Linked DNA regions of Mus musculus: region 2 is linked to region 1. A link is a contact called in public promoter capture Hi-C data. All regions are on one chromosome and are shown on one strand. Each heading gives the region's core, a stretch centred on a gene start, on an enhancer-like site or on the middle of the called end of the contact. The rest is flanking DNA. Distances are from core to core; before and after follow the strand shown. Region 1 holds the start of Gas2l3 (growth arrest-specific 2 like 3). Region 2 overlaps Slc17a8 (solute carrier family 17 (sodium-dependent inorganic phosphate cotransporter), member 8).

Region 1 (3,164 bases), core at 364-2,863:
CTCAGATGGACTGCAATTAGGAAACAAAAAACCAGGAACAACTACAGGCTGATATCATCAAGTCCATTGATCAATTTTTAATGATGGCCTTCTCCACTTGGAATCCCGGGAGAGCAGGATCCCTGGTGCTTAGGATAGGGCCTGCCGCAGAGCATCTCTAATCCTTATCTTCTGCTTAGATGGATTGAAGTAGCTCCAGCCAGCTCAGCTGTTATCGGGACATCTTTAGCTCTACGATTATCTTGAACTTCAAACTTAATACACCCAGCGAAAATGAACACTGGTCCTCTACCACAGCTTGTTTTTCCTGTATTCCTAAGACTAGTGCCACCACATAATAACCAAGGCCAGATAAATCACCCTCTTAGTTCTTCCAGATACTTCCTTCATACCCGCCTTCTGAGCTACTTTAGGGAGTTGTCATTTTAGGTTGCTTTTTGTTTGTTTGTTTGTTTTAATGACAAACTATTCTGTTCCTTTCTTCAAAAATCTTTGAAAGTGAACACACCCCCCCCTCCCTAAAATGAAAACCCCACAAATGAATTTCCTTGTTCTTTATATCCTTGTAATTATCTCACAGGCCTGCACCAGGACTGCATCTACATCCCTCAGTATCTATCAGGCCTACCTTCATACACACATACTTTCAGACTGCTCTGTCTCTCCAGGTCCAAACTTAGGTTATGCAAAACGATTCCTTCCAGAACGTTCCATGTGCCTCCCGGGTCCTGCATTTGCTGTTACTCCTGCCTAGGAATCAATCGTTCATAGCAATGACTTCCTCTGGCAGATTCCTGTTGTTCCTTCAATATCTAGTCATTTCCAAACCTCTGACCATCACCCTGTTTCACAGACTCCCCATTCCATGCCCCTCAGCCCTTTGAAAACTGAGATTGTTTTGTTCCCTATGAAAGCTGTATTGTTTTTGTGAGAGACCAGGTTTCAGTTCAATGCCCACAATTTAGAGATGGAGAAGCCTGCACATTCGAGGTGTCAAGACTTAAAAGGAACAGAAGCCGCAGGAATCTAAGAACTTGGGCCAGAACACAGAACCTCCAGGCTTTTAGCCAGTAAGATCAGCCCACATCAAAAAGCCACTTTTGAAGTTAACTCACATCTATCACTACAGTGTAACAATCACATGGCTACATTGTTACTTTGACATCCAACTCCCCTTTCCCCCACGTTTCCTGAAGGAAGAGCCAACATCCTCTTTTGGCTTCCAGGGGTGACTGCAGGGTTTTTCTCTCTCTTTCACAGTGAGGGGCCTGGGGTGGGCTCTGTCTGAAAGACTTCTGCTTTGGACGGGTCCCTGCTGGGTTGGTTTGTGTTTCTGGAAACCTCAGTGCCCCTCCGGATGGATGTAAGCAGATTTTAGGGTTGGAAGGAGCTCAAAGTCCTGGGAAGAGCAACATTCCAGGGCGCTCTGAAGCAGCCTTGAGAGGCGGGCTTCACACACTCTCCTGAACGACGGGACAAATAGGAGGGGTTGTCACTGCCACTGATAGAGACTGGACTGGAAAAGGTCGCTACGAATTCTTCGTGCGGTAGAAAGTCTCCGGAGGCGTGGCGCCCAGACCACGCCTCCGGTTCTGATTGGCTCCTTCGAAACAGGCGGCCGCGCTGGGCGACGAACTGCGGCGGCGGCGGCGGTTGGTTGCAGGCTTGCTGGCACGCACAGATTGAGCCCGAGTCGCCCGGAGAAGTGATCTCGCTCCCGGGCTGGTGAGTGACTTCCCTCTTGGATTTCTCTTTTCCTCCCTAACTTTCCGTTGCCTGTCCTGCGGCATCTTTGCTGCGCCTCAGCACGGACTCCCCACCCCCACCTCCCCAGTCTATAGCGTCCCGGTGGAGTTCAGGTGGGCTACAGAGCTGCAGGATTCCCTAGAACTCTGCGATTGGCTGACTGAGGGAGCCGCCTGCTATGATTGGCTCTTGGGGCTGTCACGGTGACGTTCAGCTCACCTTCCGACACCTGCCCGCTCTGGTGGGTAAGAGGGGCTATAAGTGTGAGCTCGGGAGCGGGAGGGGCGCGAGGTAGAGCCGCGACCTGTCCTGCTCTGAGACACAAACTAGTGCATGGTAGCCGGTCACCCTGCTGCCCAGCGCCCAGCCAGAAAGGTCACTTGATTCTTCTTCATCATCATCCTCAGAAAGGAAGGGATATAATCATTGGCCCAGGACAGACTCCTACTCATGATCACGCTGCTGTTTTGCCCCGTGATAGGCACTACAGACTCTTCCTTATTTCGCTTCTGCAGGGCTCAGATCTCCCAGACTTAACGGAATTAGGGAACATTAGTGGAGCCCTTGCACAACGCTCTCCCACCCACACCCCTGGGTTTGGAGAACTGAATTGGGGGAGGCTTGCAGAATGCCCTGGGAGGCGGAGGAACCATTTGAAGAGCTTGCATCCCCATGCATATCCCCCACCCCCACCCCACCCCAACCTCGTTCCATCCTGTCTCCTTTAAACCTAGGGGCCGAGTCGATCACATTAGAGTGCTCTGTAGTCTTTCTTTAAAACGAAGGAACGTGTTTTTCTGCGGGTCCAGTCTAGGTCAGAGTTTGGGTTTTGCTTAGCCCATGTGAGGTCGTTAATGACTACCCTTAGATAAGTAGTTCTGAATGGCTGTGGGCTCACTTCTCTTGAGCTTACACAGAATGATTGAAAATTGGGATTTCCCCACACCTTTAATTCCCTTCAGGAGGAAACTAGTAAGAATATTCTGGTGTAGATTCTGACGTGGTGCTGCATCTGACTCATCAGTTTTTAAAACTTACTATGGTCAGCTGACACTGCTTTCTAGCTGTCTGCTGCCATGACATTGGAGACGCTGGGCAGAGTTCCTTACCTCAGGCATGTTTTTCACCTTCCTGTTGAGAAAGTAAAGTGTACAACATGTTTTACTGTCTTTCAGTAGTTGTTCATGTTTGGATCAGGTACACCTTTTACACACCTAATAAGGATGTATTGAGAGAATGGGAAGCTAATCTGATTTGTCTCGAGTTTGCGTTGAATTAGAACCTCATCATCAGAGAGAACTGCCTCAGAAATAATTTTTGCAGTAACCTAATTACATTTCTTGGATAATAATAATAAGTCCTCTTTCTCCTCCTCCTCCTCTTCTTTTCCTTTTTTTTTTTTTTTTTTTTTGTTCCGA
Region 2 (3,164 bases), core at 336-2,835, 150 kb before region 1:
ACATTCATTTAAAATGCATTTTATCTGTAAATGTTTATTATAGAGGAAGGGGCCCACCCTAGAAAAGCTACAATCAACCCCAGAAGGTGCCAGAGCGCCCCACTGACAGCGGGTGGTGTGACCCTTGGCCTGACTTTCTATGACAGGTGGTGGGCAGGACCTTTCATTTTGATTTGCCAGCAAAATGAGAGTGGTAAGCAGGCACTCCTCGCTTTCAGAGTGGTTTTATAGCCCTGATTTTAAAATGGCTCGACTCGAAGAAAGCTGCCTGGTCAAGGTTGTAGGCCTCATTACATTTCCCAGCTAAGGTGTGGCTTCCTTTCAAGGAACAGTTGAGGGACAAATGTCACTAGAGAGAAATTTAAGCTTGAGCTTGAGCTTAATTCATTCTTAGTCACAAAAGATACTGGAGTCAGGAGAGACTGACTCTAGAAGGTATGGGGTCACAGGTTAGAGTTGAGGAAACTGGGGAGGAGAGATGAAGTTGATGTGGTGAGTGAGAACAGCTAGGAGTCTCTTCCACTCAGCATCATCTTCATTTCTTCTCCATGGCACACCACTCTCTGCCAGCTTTGTCTGTCCTCAGTGGTTAGCACATGGGTGTGGACGTCCACTCTGCTCTCTGTGGTAGTCTGAGGGCTGGGTGTCCCACTTGGAAGAAGCCCAAGTGCCTGTGAGTGCAGATAGGAGATGATGTTGGAGCTGTGGCTGAAGATGAAGGAGAGTCTGATAGGTAGGGTAAGCAGTTTGGGTCACTTAGAGTTTCTCCAGGGAGAGAATGCTTTTTTTTTTTAAAGATTTATTTGTTTTATGTATGTGGACACACTGTTGCTCTCTTTAGACACAGCAGAAGAAGGCATCATATCCCATTACAAATGGTCGTGAGCCACATGTGGTTGCTGGGAATTGAACTCAGAATCTTTGGAAGAGCAATCAGTGCTCTTAATTGAGGAGCCACCTCTCCAGCCCCAAGAATGCTTCTTACAGTGGGGGGATTGATTGTTGGCATTTGATGATGAAGGAGGCAGGGTTGCAAAACCACAGAGTAAGATCTCCTCTCGGGTCTTACATCCTGGCACCATAGGCAAGTCATGCTTCCCAGACTTGTTTTTTCTTATAGAATGAGGGATAAGAGCGATATCTCCCTCATCAGGTTGCAAGAAGTGGAATACAAAACAAAGGCTTAGAATGCTTGGCCCAGTACTTAGCATGCAGCATGTGTCGTAACTGATCATTCTTTCTGATTTTCTGTTTCAAGGACACTTTTGTATCATGGGAACTTTGCCTTCCTGCTACATGGGGCAGAGGGCACACACACACACACACACACACACACACACACACACACACACACACAGAGAGAGTGTGAAAAAGAGACAGACATAGAAAGACAGATAGAAAGAGAAGGAAGGAAAGATTTCTTTGCTAATGTCTAATTTGCTTTATTGCTGTGAAGAATTCTGAGCTTTAAAATGCATGCATTTCAGAACTGGGGTTGTAGCTCACTCGTGGGAGCCTTTGCCTAGTTTTCAGAAAGACCTGGGTTCTATCCCGATACCATCTAAGAACAGATGTGGTGACACATCACCTGATAGGTGGAGACAGGAGAATCAATAGTTCAAAGTCATACGTGAATTCAAGGCCATCCTAGGCTACATAATAGCCGGTTTCAAAAATGAAACGTGTGCTTTTGCTATTCTGTACACAATAAAAGCATTAGCAGTTGGCATTCAGGTGGCCATTTCCAGCTTACAGAGCATCCTGGAACACACATCCTAGTTTACCCTTATACTACCCATGAGGCGGAGACTTCATTCCTATCTTATCTCTGAATGAGTCTTTCTACTTCCTCATATCTCACAATCACATTCCAGGGCCTGGCAGCACTGGTCTTAGAGATAAGACCAAGCTTAGGCAGGTGTGATATTTTCCTATCCTCCCCCAACCCCCAACCCCAAGAGCCACACCCACTCCATAAAGATCTGTCTTAGAGTTGGATTTGATTTGAGGAATGGTCTTTCGCTTCATGTTGCTTGCTGTTTTTAAAGGAGCCACATAGTTGTCTCCTTCAGGACCCAGGGGGAATCACAGAGAGGGACTTTTCCATTCTGTTAGCAATTACCGGAAATGTACAGGGCTTTAGTTTCCCTAGCAGATGTCCAGGAGCTGCAGCAGATAGGGAATCCAGGTGACCATCTCCAGTCCCCACCATCTTCTCCAGACAAGACGGATATCCTCACACAAGTCCACAAGTTCAGTATTTACAAAGCAAGAAACATCAAAGGACAAAATCACCGAGGTCTAAGTTTAAAGATCTCAACTAGCTTTTTTTTTTCTTTCTAGAATCATCGACAGTTCAGTTCCTACGACAGAATGATTGTTGCAAAAGGGCCAAGTGGGAGAGATTAGCTCATGGGCAGAAACTGAGACTGAAAAGCAGATAGAACGTTTTAGTGACTTCCTGTGCACGGCAGCAAGGCAAAGACCCAAGAGAAGAGAAAAACAGCCCAGTTGCATCATTTATTTAAGGATCAAGGATCATTTATTGTAAGGATCAAGGCAGGGATATTCAGAAGTCTGTTGTCACACCCAAGAAGAAACTAGCCTGTTATTTTTTCCTGGCTTCTTAAAAGAAATCTGCTAAACAGCTTAGCTTTGCCTTGGCGATGTAGAACTCTGGACGTTGTGACTCCATTTTGATTTTTAGTTTGGTCTGTTTGGGCCCAGTGTAGGAATCCCCATCGCCTAAAACATTGGTCTCCTATAGTTGTTATTCAGTAGTAATGATCTTTAAAGTGTACCTATTTAGGAAGTGGATGGAGACAGTTGTCCTGCCATCCTGGAATCCAACTGCTTCCTAAATTGTGTGTGTGTGTGCATGTGTGTGTATGGTGTGTGTATGTGTGTGTGCATGTGTGTGTGTGTTCTTTTACTTAAGAAAAGACTACAAAAGCATCTAGGTAAGGCCCTGGGCGCTCTGCAAGCAGGTTCTAGGTTTCTTTAGTTGCTGTCTTTAGCATCCAACACTGGGCCTGGCTGCACTAAAATTGTTCTTTTCTACTTTTCTCATTTCTGGATTCTGTTTGCTCAAGAAATTCTAAACTGTGATGCCCCCAAAAACTTTGTCAAATTTGTGAATGTGTCTCTCAGTGAAGTTAAAGAGC

Evidence for each region. Promoter capture Hi-C pulls out the DNA fragments that hold promoters and counts their contacts.
Region 2: a contact with region 1 is called in a promoter capture Hi-C map of liver, with 2.8 times the contacts expected there. The contact joins the enhancer-like site here to the promoter of Gas2l3 in region 1. A contact is called at or near these places in 2 of 39 promoter capture datasets (liver and macrophages), 7 of 115 datasets of contacts at active chromatin or transcription factors (CD8 T cells, bone marrow-derived macrophages, embryonic stem cells and 3 more) and 5 of 9 other capture datasets (adipose tissue, bone marrow-derived macrophages, embryonic stem cells and 2 more).

The regions. Positions count from the first base shown.
Region 1 is chr10:89,442,416-89,445,579 of GRCm38.p6, reverse strand. It overlaps Gas2l3 (growth arrest-specific 2 like 3), which reads left to right and starts at 1,613. Exons shown (of 11, transcript NM_001033331.2): 1 at 1,613-1,725.
Region 2 is chr10:89,593,197-89,596,360 of GRCm38.p6, reverse strand. The region is part of intron 5 of Slc17a8 (solute carrier family 17 (sodium-dependent inorganic phosphate cotransporter), member 8); the gene reads left to right. Among named protein-coding and RNA genes, the nearest start is that of Slc17a8, 26 kb to the left of the region's middle. Within about 2 kb of position 1,585, at least 23 of the 459 cell types and tissues checked have an H3K27ac peak or open chromatin away from gene starts, as enhancers often do. A contact at or near this core is called in liver and neural progenitor cells, where this site is marked.